Regions from separate parts of the Gossypium hirsutum genome. Here all the other regions are linked to region 2. Evidence: chromatin contacts called from public Hi-C data. All regions are on one chromosome and are shown on one strand. The core of a region is the stretch at or near the end of the contact, and the rest is flanking DNA. Distances in the headings are between cores, read along the strand shown. Region 1 holds the start of LOC107901643 (ubiquitin carboxyl-terminal hydrolase 18). Region 2 holds the start of LOC107901647. Region 3 holds the start of LOC107901653 (monogalactosyldiacylglycerol synthase, chloroplastic).

What was found. A called contact is a pair of places that touch in the nucleus more often than the background predicts.
Region 1: a contact with region 2 is called in a Hi-C map of leaf, with 2.7 times the contacts expected there. The contact joins the promoter of LOC107901643 here to the promoter of LOC107901647 in region 2. A contact is called at or near these places in 2 of 34 Hi-C or Micro-C datasets (hypocotyl and leaf).
Region 3: a contact with region 2 is called in a Hi-C map of leaf, with 2.1 times the contacts expected there. The contact joins the promoter of LOC107901653 here to the promoter of LOC107901647 in region 2. A contact is called at or near these places in 12 of 34 Hi-C or Micro-C datasets (callus, hypocotyl and leaf).

What each region holds. Positions count from the first base shown.
Region 1 is chrD06:25,993,219-25,997,499 of Gossypium_hirsutum_v2.1, forward strand. LOC107901643 (ubiquitin carboxyl-terminal hydrolase 18) reads left to right here and starts at 1,674. Exons shown (of 11, transcript XM_016827717.2): 1 at 1,674-2,079; 2 at 2,933-3,083; 3 at 3,150-3,238; 4 at 3,357-3,442; 5 at 3,531-3,693; 6 at 3,799-3,922. The coding sequence starts at 1,832.
Region 2 is chrD06:25,710,635-25,715,062 of Gossypium_hirsutum_v2.1, forward strand. LOC107901647 reads left to right here and starts at 2,683. Exons shown (of 14, transcript XM_016827722.2): 1 at 2,683-3,346; 2 at 3,670-3,772; 3 at 3,890-4,136; 4 at 4,418-4,428. The coding sequence starts at 3,289.
Region 3 is chrD06:25,419,368-25,423,739 of Gossypium_hirsutum_v2.1, forward strand. LOC107901653 (monogalactosyldiacylglycerol synthase, chloroplastic) reads left to right here and starts at 2,938. Exons shown (of 8, transcript XM_016827729.2): 1 at 2,938-3,614; 2 at 3,851-4,023. The coding sequence starts at 3,099.

The sequences.
Region 1 (4,281 bases), core at 424-2,923, 280 kb after region 2:
GGTTATTAAGTACAACGATTAAAGCTTTCAATTGAGAAAAAGAAGAGAAATTTGAATGGAAAAAGGAAAGAGAATAACATATATTGAAAATAGATAATCAAATATGAGAAAGGAAATAGAATAATATATATGAAAAATAGAGATATAAAAGGGTATTTAATATTTTATGAAAAATACATATTTCCGTATTTGTTATTTTCTTTTTTTTTTTCCATATCTGATTCTTTATTTTCCATATATGTTATTCTCTTTCCTCTTTTATATTTGATTCTTTATTTTTCATAAAATATTCAATTCCCTTTCATATTTTTATTCTAAATATTTATTATTCTCTTTCCTTTCTCATATTTGACTTTTCTTCTCTCATCCCTCTATCTTTCTCCCATGTCTCTTTCTCTCTCATCCTTTTATATTTCTCTTATATCTCTTTCTTTCTACTCTCATTTTTCCCTCCTTGAATATCCGTATTTGTAATGAATATTTGAAAAATTACATATTGGTACCACCTAACACGGTGGTGGTATCCAAAATTTTTTTAAAAAGTCATTGATTGGCTAATGATAAGGGGGCGATGTCGCCAGTATGTCAGGTGGCACTGGTGGTCACTGTAGAGAACATATAATTTTCGTACATAAATTTGACTAGGATTATTTTTGTAAATAATTATTTCTTTTAAGTTAATTGCATAAAAAAACCATTCACGTCACTTGTTAAAAGAAGGGTTATATATAGTATCACTTGATTTGTAGACTACTTTATATTAACTTATTACAAAAACTACATCCATAGGATTTGTCTTATTTTGGTCATTTTATTTTTTTAATTTAAGTATTTTAAATAAGATAATTGTGTGAATTAATCATAGCCGTTAAAATTTTCATTTTCTTTTAACAAATTATTGACGTGGCACATTAGCACATTAAATGACTGCCACATGACATTTTCTTGTTGATTTTTTACTAAAGTTTAGGGACCTCCCTTTAATTAGTCCAAAACCTTTTCCCCTTAAACTTTATAGAGAGATCTTTAAACTTTAATCAAAAGTCAAATAAAAAATACCACATGTCAATCACTCAATGCGCTATTGTGCCACATCAGTATTCTGTTAAAAGAAAACAAAAAATTTTAACAACAGTGACTAATTCACACAATTATTTTATTTAGAGTGATTATTAAGAAAAAAGTTTAAAATAATCAAAATAGGACAAACACTATTTTAAAGTGGCTATAAATTTAGGTTACCCTTAATAATATAATCTACTTAAATATGTATATATTTAACAAAAGAGATACAAAAGCAACTATGAACATAAAAATATTTATAATATATACACATGTATCTATACTATCATATAAATCATATAAATTTAAATCTTTAATTGAATTGTTGGGATAAATCAATCGGATACCAACTCACCTTAAAAATTATTAAAATATATTAAAAAATTATATAAATAATATAATTTATTTAAAAAATAAAATGAATTTGAGTGCACAATCGAAATTTAATTAACACAATTATTTATAAATTTTTATCACAATATCAATAATTATTATTACTTACTAGTACTTTAGAAATTAGATACACTTGTGGAGAATTAAAAAGAAAAAAGAAAAAAGAAAATAAATATCCTGTTAAATAGGGAATGGGTTTGCTAATTTTGGCTTAGGGGTTTCGAGAGAAATAGAGTAATTAAATTAAAAAAAAATAAAAGAAAAGATAAAATTGGTAAAGGGGAACTGTGATAGAGTGGCACAGAAAGGAAAATAAAAAATAAAAAAGAAATCGATGAAGAAAAACCCTAGAACCGGGATCGAGAAGGCTGTGTAGATGCATGTCGGCGGAATAACGTTGGATCTGAATTGGTTCCTGCAATTCATTTTCACGCTCTTCATTTTCGCATTTGTGTCTCTTCGCTTGCTGAAGAACACGGCGTCGAAATACTTCGAGGTCGACGCCAATTTCGATCGGGACCAACCAATGCCTTCCATCCCCATGGACGCCGATCACTTCCCTTGCGCCGTATGCTCTAATCCCGCCTTCAAGAAGTGCTCTCGTTGCAAATCCGTTCGTTATTGGTACGCACGCCTTTTTTTTTCTCCAGAAGAATTCGTTGTCCTTGTATGATCGTACTCCTTGATTGCTTTTTTTTTTGGCTGTTAATTGCTGTTGTTAATATTGTTTGAGCTGTTTCTTTAACGTTTCGGGATTATCGAAAAGTAAAAAAAAAAGAAGATAAAAAAGGTTATTTATTTATTTTTCTATGTTTTTAATACTCGTAAGCATCTTAGTGATTAACTGCTTTTTGAAGTTTCTCTAACTGTTATTTACTGGTGGCGTTTCTCTAACTGTTATTTACTGGTGGCGTTTCTCGACACAGTGGTTTAAGTGCTTATTGTTGACATTCGTGGGTTTTCTTTATCTATTTTAGTTTTCTTAATTTACTTTGCTTTTTATTAGTTTGGTTTGTTAATTATGGGTTAGAAAGAAGTGTTTTTGTTGTCGATGTTAGAACGTTTTCCAGGAATTTAGCTTCTTCTTTTAATAAAGCATTTGGCTTGAATTTTTTTTCTTTATAAACGTACTGTTGTGCTTAATCTAGGTTGAGCCTACTTATTGACACTGATTATGTCAATAAACTGAATGCCCAGCTAGTTCAGTGTTGAAATTTTGATCAGTCTATCAGTCAATTATACAAAAAGATGCCTTGATTGTAGTTATATTTGCTTAACTTAACAAAGGCCCCCTTTCTCCCGGTGCTGCCTTGACTTTAAAAGTTCTGCATTTGCTTTCTGGTATTAGAAAATGAGACGTGTCAGATTACAGGCCTGTGGGCTATGATTTGCGAACCTATAAGTTCGTCAACTTATGGTTACATAAATTCTTCTATCAAGTGGATGGTTTAATCTTTATGTTTGCTTCATTTTTCAGCTCCTCAGCCTGCCAACAGGTGGACTGGAAGGATGGGCATAAGACAAAGTGCAAAGTAAATTCAACACAAACTACAACCACCAAACCGTTTTCAGGAGTTGCTCTGGTTCCTGTCAGTGGAACCTCTAAGATTATCAAGAAACCGAGAAAGGTTAATCTTTTGGCCCTTTGTAAAACCAATATAAGTAAATATGAAATTCATATTCAAAATTTTCAGGTTCTTTTCCCATACGATGAGTTTGTAAAGCTTTTCAACTGGGAGAAACCAGGATTCCCTCCATGTGGACTCTTAAATTGTGGAAACAGGTTCATTTTTACCATGCTTATTAATTCTTCTAGTTGAAGCCTTCTTTACATATGATTAGATTAGATCAGTTTGTGTTCCATCTCTATTTGGTTTATCTTTTCCTGTTTGTTTCTGCAGTTGCTTCGCTAATGTTGTTCTGCAATGCCTTGTTTCCACTCGACCGCTTGTTGCTTACTTGTTGGAGAAAGGCCATCGGAAAGAATGTAAGTTGAGAAACTAGAGCTAATAGGTTTTCATCTCTAGGTTCTTGAACAGCATGTGACCTTTATATTTTTTATTTCCATTCTCCAGGCAGACGCAATGATTGGTGCTTTATGTGCGAATTTCAAATTCATGTCGAACGATCAAGACAAAGTTTGCATCCATTTTCACCAATCAATATTCTGTCACGGTTGCCTAATATTGGAGGTAATCTTGGTTATGGAAGACAAGAGGATGCTCATGAATTCATGAGGTTGGTATTACTTTGTATGTGATTGCATTCTCTTTTAACATCTACTGAAATTAACTTGAGGAAATTATGGATTACTGGATCTTTTTTTTCGTTTTATTCTTTCAGGTTTGCTATTGACACGATGCAATCAGTTTGCCTTGATGAATTCGGTGGAGAAAAAGCTGTTGACCGCAGCTCTCAAGAGACAACTCTTATTCAGCATATATTTGGTGGTCATCTGCAGTCTCAGGTGATGCATCTCATTAGCTTAGAATAATTGACTTTTCTTTCTCCTTTTCCATTTTAACTTAGGCCATTGATAAGGATACAGTGTCAATGGATCATATTAGTGAAGAATATTCTGAAACATTTTTTGTTTTTCAGTTTGCTTTCTTAATTTAGTTTTTGGGCTAGTTTAGCATTCTTTTGAGAAGTGCTGTGGAAAAGTGATTTAAAGAAGTACTTTTGAAAGTTTGGTTTAAGTTATCCCCCAAAACATTATACCTGTGTTTTAGCAAATAAGAGTATTACACCTCAACCTAGTGAGTTTGGAAGTAAAATATCCAACAATTAAAGGTGATTTCAGATGATTAGGGTCTAATGTCTTTT
Region 2 (4,428 bases), core at 1,433-3,932:
ATTTAGAAAATTAGTTCATGTTTGAAAATAAAAACATCCAAGATACAGTATAACCGAAAGAAATAAAGAAACTCATGACAACTTCCTAAGAAATCAACTGGGAATCTTCAATCTTCACAGAAATATGTTTCAAAGTTGACTTCAATGGTGTTTTTCAAGTTGTTTTCTTGAGTATTCTCTGGCGGCTCCCTCCTATCTTTTTATTTTTGTCATATATATGTCTTAGAATGCTCGAAAAACCTAAAAATCACAACTTTCTGCTGTTCACTACACAATCTCGTTAAATTGACACTGCCGTGTGGTTTGGCCGTGTGAAAAGGTGTAGCCCGTGTGACTCCTTCAACTTGTTCCGACGCTCTGGTTTTTGCTCGTTTTTTGCTCCTTTTGCTCCCAAATGTTATATTAAGCACTAAAACATGAATTTAAAGGATTAGGAGTATAAAATTCACAATTAACATCAGATAATCACCCAAAAATGCGTTAAGAATGAGGTTAAAACATGTTGCTTTTAGCACTTATCACCTCTCTCCTAGTAAAATTAGGGGACTAGTTTTTCTATCAGATAAGTATTATATGTATTTTACTAATTCAACTAGGATTTTTCTATTTCTCCCTATAAATAGATAACACCGGTAAGGCTATATACACAAGTCATATACAACTTTGAGATATTGTTATTTTGCCTGAAAGTGAGAAATTATTTCTAAGTAAAAATTTTATTTTTCGAGAATAATAATTCTGTTGGTTTTTATAGAGAGAGATTAACTTTCTTACTGAAAGGAAGAAAATTATTTATGATTCTATGTTTGGTTCGTGATTGTTTGAGCCCACACTTGAAGCGATTCATGGTACAAGAATAGCGGAGAAGACCATTCGGTTGAAAGCCGAAAATGGAAAGGATCTGTCTAGCACAAAGCACTTGTACTTTTCAGGAAAAGCTTATTGTTACAAATACCACAAACCAGCTTGATTTTTAAAATTTTAGTTTTTTGCTGTGACACAAAACCATTTATTAAATCGGATTTTTCCAACAATCGGTATCAAAGCCAGGTTGTGCTATGTTTGTAGTATAAATTGATACCAAAATTTTCTCTCATCTTCATGTTTGGTTAATTTTTTATAAGATGTGACATTCTTATAATTATTAGCATGTTTTGCGTTACATTTATGAATGAATGTTTTATATTATTTTATTATTTATATGATAAAATAATTTTGCCAAAATTGTGATTCCTATAAATTAAAGTGGTTGTAATTATTATTTTAATAATTTTTGGGATATGTAATTAGATCGTGGACTATCATCTCCATGTAGGTTTTATTTAATTTTTAGAATAATTCACGTGAGTCGAAAATGAACATAAGTCTTATGTAACCAATTTTTTTGGCAAAACTCGGAGAACCAGGATGCATCCAAGATTGATTAAGACGACACAAACCCAACCCAACCAACTGGCAAAAGACTGACGGTGGTCGTTGACGGCGATGGCCTTACAGTAGTTGGTGATGGCTGACGGTGGTTGGTGGTGACCCGACCACAGTTCGATGGTGCCCGATAGTGGCCAGAGGCAACTCAATGATAGTCCATAGTGGTCAGCGGCGGTCTGAAGATGACAACGACGTCAACTGTGGCGGCAGCGAAAGTTCGTGGTGGTGACAGTAGATCCCTTCGATGGTTTATGTTGTAATATGTTATGTAATTTAGAACACATAAAAAAATTAAATCTATAATAATATATAAACGATAATGTAAACATTAAAAAAATTAAGTTGACTAGGTATAGAATTTCAATAAATGAGAAAATATATAAATTTATTAAACTTGAATTATAAGTAATATAAATATTTGTCAAAAATTTAATATGATATGAGCGGGTTAAAATCGGCTTAGATTAACCATTTACAAGTATGGGCAAGTTTAGGTAAAATTTTAAACTCATATTTTAGGTCGAACTAGACTTGAATAAATATAAAGTGTGTTAATGTTATACTTAAACTCGACTTAAACCTAATCTAGCTTTGCTCATGAATACCTCTAATTATGAGGGTTTCTTTTCCAAAATTACTGTTGATTTGAATACAAATTCGTGCTAAGCTCATTGCATATCAAATTACTTTGTGTTAGACTCTTTTTGAATTCGAGTCATTACAAATTATGTGAGCTCATTCAGATTGTCGATTCTTTTTATGGTTAAATTGGATTTGATTGAACTGAAGTTCAATTGGATCGGATTGAAATTTGAAGTTGGAGGCTAGAGTGGAGGTGTCTAATATCTATCAACTATATAAAAGGAAGGTCCAAAGATGACATGTCGGATGCTTTTCTTTTCCCTTCTTTTCTTTTTTACATTTTAGAAATATTGTTAACTTTTATTCTTAATTCTTCTATTATGTTTAGTTTTGAGATTTAATCTCTATGCTTTAATTTCTAACATAATTGGGTATTTATATTCTTATAATGTTATTAATTAGTCCAAATAGTTAATATTGTAAACTTTTTGATTAAAATATTACATAGTTATACACAATTTAAATGCCTTGAGAACTTTTCGAGACTAACATGTGGCTTTTTTCTTTTAAGTTTGTGCTGCTTTTTTTTTCTTTTTTCTTTATTTTACTTTTTACATTATAAGACAGATGATCAAATTTCAAATTTGGCCTTTAGGTTGAAATTTGAGATGTAATCAATATATTTTAGTTTTGACATAATTTGATCAATCTTCTTTTATAATATCATTAGTAAATCTAAATAGTTAATATTTTTAATTATTGATATAAAAAAATTATTTTATCATGACAAGTTTGAATGAGTATTTTTTTTAAACCTTAATTAATATTTTCAACTTTATTTCTATTATTATATAACTACCAAATAAACTATTTTAATTTCAAAAACTTATACCAAAAGATTTAATAAATTTTTTTAATGATGATAATAATTAGATGCAAATTTTTAAAATTTTAAATTTGAAAAATTAAATATTTTAACTTTTAAATATAGAAAATATTTAGGTACGTAGAGAATAGTTTAACATTCAAATTTTTTCTCTATTTAACAAATAATACGTATAAGGCGGTTGGCGGTTGGTTAATGGTAGCTGCTTCATGTAGACATATAACGTGGCAACATTTCTACAATCGGAAGAAAAAAATATAGAAAAAGTTTCGTAACCTGGTCCCAATCACAAGCTTCGTTCAAAGACGCATTTTCACAAACAAGTTGTGAGCACGACTCAAATCTTAGGTAGGTGCTCGACTTCTTTCGCTTTCCTTTGTACCGTTCGCTCAATGAGGAATGTCTTCGCTACTCTCAACCGTCATCGCCGTCTCACATTGCTCTCCACTGGTATCATTCTTCCTTTCTATTAGTCTTTCCTTTTCCGTCCCCGCTTATTATTCTATCAACATTAATATCAATTGTTCTTTGATTTCCTATTGCTGCACTGTGCTTAATTTTCTTCGATGCTAGTATTATCCTGATAATTTAAGTTTTAGGATTGTGAAGCACTTTTATAGCACCGAGTTGGGCATTTCTGGAACTTCCCGGAAGTAATATTTTGTTGGTCATATTTGTTTTACCTTCGGTTGTTCATTTAGTAATGTTCTTACGACCTTGAGTATATGTGGATGTTACTTTTTATATTAGTTGATTACTTATACTGCTTGCAGCTGTAAACCATAATAGACATGTTGGAACTATGCTGCGTTATTCTGTTTCTCCGGAAGTTCAGATGGATACCAGGCATCGATTATACTTGTTGCAACAACATCTGTAAGTGCATTCATATTTACCACTAAATTTTGCTGCTTGGAATTGGGTTATGTAATAAATTGGTCTGGTGAATGTGGAGTGTCTCTAACATTTGTTTTTTTTACCTTTTTTGTGCAGGTTTTCAACAGGTTTTGCCAGTGTGCACGGTGAGAGGCCTTCTGCAGAGTATGCTAAGCTGAGGAAAGAATCATTGGAAAGTGAATTTGGGCATACTGTTGGGACGCACAGCTCAACAAGTGTTTCTGCTGTATACCGATTTGGCCCATTTCTGGCTTTGTATAGAGCAGCTATCATTTCATTTCATGTATTGAAGTTGACCATTTGGCAATTCTTTTTTCGAGACATAAAAGAGCGTGCTGTGAAGGTATTATATGAATTTTATTCTTAAACATGTTCTGTTTAATAACTTGAATTGGTTCTATTATTCTTGCATGCTATATTCATCCAATATGAGAGCAGAGTAAAACATCGAAACCTTAGCATAATCTGGCTGACTTTGTACTAGAAGTTTGCTTGCTTTCGTGTTGCAATTTCATGTTATTTGGCCAATGGTTTTGCTGAAACTATCATAATTTCCTATTTCCTCTTTTTTTTTTCTTTTTTTTTGGTTACAACAAGCTTATTGTATTTTTTACATTCTTTCAGTTTCGTGAGAT
Region 3 (4,372 bases), core at 1,688-4,187, 290 kb before region 2:
TATTTTTCTTTTATTAGCGAATTCTCCTTTTGCCCGTGGTTTTTTATTCTTTTTGAGGAGTTTTTCCACATAAAATTTATATGTTCGATCTTTTCAATTTCTTCATTATTTTACTTATTCGTTGCTTACATGGGTTTATATCCAACCAAAAATAAAAATCAATAAAAGTTACAGAAAAATTATAAAATGCTTCTTTTGGTACAATAATTTTAATAATTTTTTTTATGAATTTTATATTTCTTTACATTTTTATAATTTTCTTACGACTTTATAAAATTTTATTATTTTTTCTATATTTCTATATATTTTATTATTTTTTACGATTTTTATAATTTTTCTAATTTAAATATATTTTTATTTTTTATTAAAATTTAATAATTTTTATAAATTTTATTGATTTTTATTTTTTAATCATTTTTTGCCATTTGTGACGCCGTGATTGTGACACGTGGAAGCTTTAACTGAAAAAAGTAGGGGCAGTTAACTTTAATGGTCAACTGTTAAAGTTAACAGTCAAAGAGCCTTTTTATTGCATTTCGAAAGTTCAAGTATCCAATTAAGTGCAAAAAAAATTAGGGGCTTAATTGCTGTTTTTGAAAAAGTTTGAAGGCCTTTTTGATGCATTTTGAAAGTTCAAGTACCCAATTGAGTGCAAAAAAAAGTATGAGCTTAAATGCTTATTTTTGAAAAAAATTGAAGGCTTTTTACACCTTTAAACCTATTTAAATGTTTGGGATATGGGTAGTAGTGGAAAATATATAATTATTTGTTTCAAAAAGTGCAATGAACAAGCCATTGGCTTATTTAGGTTCAAGTTTTATCATACGTGGGTTATTTTCCGATTTTATAGTTCAGATATGTATTTTCATTATTAGTATGTTTGTGCTTGTAATGATTTGATTTTGTTTGTAGTTATTTAGATTTGTATTATTTGGATGTTACCATGTTTATAAGTTTATCCAAATTTATTCTAATAACGTAATGGTATTTGAACTTAAATATTATAATTTTTAAACCTTCAAATTCACCATTTTACCAAAAAATTAATTTGGTTTTTTATATAATATTTTAGTAAATATACTTTTACTTACATGGTAAATGTGTGATAATTTAATATAAATGGATAAATCCATCCAATAAAACTCTTAAATAACCAATATTTTAAAAACTGGATTGATAATAAAACTGATGATATCATCATTTAATTATTATTTTAATGATAATTAATAAATTAATAAAATTCTAATTCGATTCAATAATCTAATTATTTGGCCCGATTTTTAATTTTTTACCATTCTAATCTATATATAACCTTAAAAGAAGCAGATGTAAAAAAATTCAGGTAGCCCATCAATCATCGAAGCGGGGAAAATAATGTCAATTTGTCATATGCAATGTCGTACAGGGTTAAATTTTATCTACTATATGTCTTAGGCCTCTAGGGTTCATTTGAGTTTAGTAATTTTACATTACGGGTAGAAATATAAATAAGTAAAAAGGTTAAAATATTTAAGTTTATCTACTCGTTATATATTTGAAGTTTAATACTTATATTCTTATGTTTATAAAATTAAATTTTTTTACTTTTTAAATTTTAAAATGTAGTTTCAATTTTTTATTATAAAATATCTAAAAATATTCATAATCTCTCCTAACTTTTAAAGAGAAGAATAAACACATTTCAAAACTTTTGAACTCACATCCTCCTTCACTAGCAATAATATTGATACCAACTGAGCTATTAAAATTCTTTTATTAAATTTATTGGTGTGATATTTTGAAATAAAAAACACTCACTTAATAATCATGTAACAAAAAATTTACGTTGTAATCAACTTGAATTCAATAAAAGTTTTTAATGATTTAACAATTAGGCTTGTATCCTTAAATATAGAAAAAAAAAACTATGTTTCTTAAAATAAAAGAATAAATGAATTTCAAATATATAAAAAATACAAAAAAATAAAATATACATCACTTTAAGTTGAACATTAAAATATGATTGACATCATATTTAACATTGGATAATCCCTTCTTTTTAAAAAGAGGAAAAATAATTTATTAAAAGCATATACCCTAATTTACATTTTAATCTAAAATACGACAACCTGCCAAAGAATTTAATCAATTTAAATGGTCGGTTCTGACGTGGACTTATATGGCTTCTTTACATTGAGTGCGACGAGGGCCAAACAAGAAACGCTACTTGAGTACAAATCAAATCCCAATTTCTTATTCTGTGTAGGTAATAGATTTAATTTAATTTACGTACTTCCTATATTAATCTCATTATACTTTTCAATATTAAACTCAAATTAGGGGTGAAACTATAAATATTGATAAAGAGTTGGGATACATGTTCAAAATAAACGCAATTAAATGTTCAAGGCATAATAATTCTTCCAATTTTATTAAAATAAAATATTTTAGTCTTCTATTTAGTTTTTCACTTCTTTTCGCCTTTAAACTTGTATTTTTGGTTAAGTTATCTCAAAATGAATAGAAAAATTAATGTTTTTTTTAACTTTACAGATATTGCATACACTTGAATGGCATCATGTCATCTTGTGTCTTAGTTTGCCTTCAATGTTTAATTTGGTACCTAAATTTTTTTCTTTATCAATTTAGTACATTAATTTGATTTCAATATACAATTTGGTACCCAACGAAATAGCACAATGTGGCCCAATAAATGTTTGGTACTTGTGCTCTAATAATAAAACATAGTACTTAATTGGAACAGAAAACTTAAATAATAAATTAAATATTAAAGCCAAACTAGGAGAAAAGAAAATTGAAGTGTGAAATAATATATTAACCCTAAAATTTAACCACAAACCAAAACGAGAGCTAAGTTGGGCAACCCAGGAAAAGTGGATCCGGTTACTATCAGAGCACTAAGTACAAAGGCATTCCCTATCTCAGTTTCTGCGGTTACGAAATCACCTTTAGATTCCATCACTGTCACCTACTTTTTTCCATATAAATAAATGAACTTTGGCTGTTATTCGAAACAAAAACTATCATGGTTTAAAATTGTTTCAGTTTCTTTCTCATCATCATCATAACTCTGCAACTAGCCAAAAAAACTTCCCAAAATGCAAAACCCTTCAAAGGTTACCCAAGAATCTGGCTCTGCCATTGATCTCGTTACGCAAACGGGTCACTTAGCTTTCAAAAAGAGCTTTTACAGCTCGAATTCTGATGGGTTTTCTTCATTCAAGCCAAATTACGTGTATTTCTCGGGGTTCAGAGGCTCGATTGCTCATAAAAGGCGTAGAGTTATAGCTGTTGCTTCGCTCAGTTTGGGTGCTCGAAACGGCGTTTCTTCGAGCGTTGGGAGGATCATGAACGAGTTCAATAGAGCGATTAAGTTTCATTGTGAAAGAATCCCGATCGGGTTTGCTTCGGTTCGGGTCGGTTCCGAGGATAGCAATGGAGTGAGGGATGACGGTGGCGGTGTTTTGGAGGTTGAAGGTTTGCCTTTAAATGGAGTCGAAGCTGAGGCCCCCAAAAAAGTTTTGATTTTGATGAGTGATACTGGTGGGGGTCATAGAGCTTCCGCTGAAGCTATTAAGGCTGCTTTTATGGAGGAATTTGGAGACGATTATCAGGTCAGTTTCCTTTTTGTTTGGATGCAAAGAAAATGTGGGCATTGGGCAAAAGTAGAAATTGAGAAATTTCATTTCATTTCATTTTTTTTTGGTATCAATATAGGCATATTTCAGTTTTATTTATCTTTATGTTTCTGCAGTTTCTTGGAAAATTGATTGAAGAATTAGTAGATAATGGGTGCATACGTTTTTAGTGTACTTTTGTTCTGTATGTCAAGATTGGTGTTATATTGCAGGTGTTTGTTACTGATTTGTGGTCCGATCATACACCCTGGCCATTTAATCAATTGCCAAAGAGCTATAACTTCTTGGTCAAACATGGATCATTGTGGAGAATGACTTATTATGGAACCGCTCCTCGGGTAATTCATCAATCAAATTTTGCTGCAACTTCGACGTTCATAGCAAGGTGAGATGTTTTTAGATTGTTTTCCTATATTATTTATGTTGGAGTCCTCTTGGTGATGGACTTTTGTTGCTAAAGCTTATAGCAAAGTACATGTGAGTTGGGGTGGTGTCAATGCTCCGGAGCGCTCTATGATGTTTAAGTCAGGGAAGGAGATTTTGTAACAGGTAAAGCAAGAGCTTAAGCTAGCAGAGAAGAAGTATGAGAGAGTGTAGATCGTGAGAGAGAGTTACTTGGGTATTTATACCTAGCCTTGGGGCATCAATGCTCCAGAGTGCTATCGGATGCTTAAGTTAGCAAAGGAGATTGTGTAATGGATAAAAAAAGAGCTTAAGCTAGCAGAGAAGAAGTG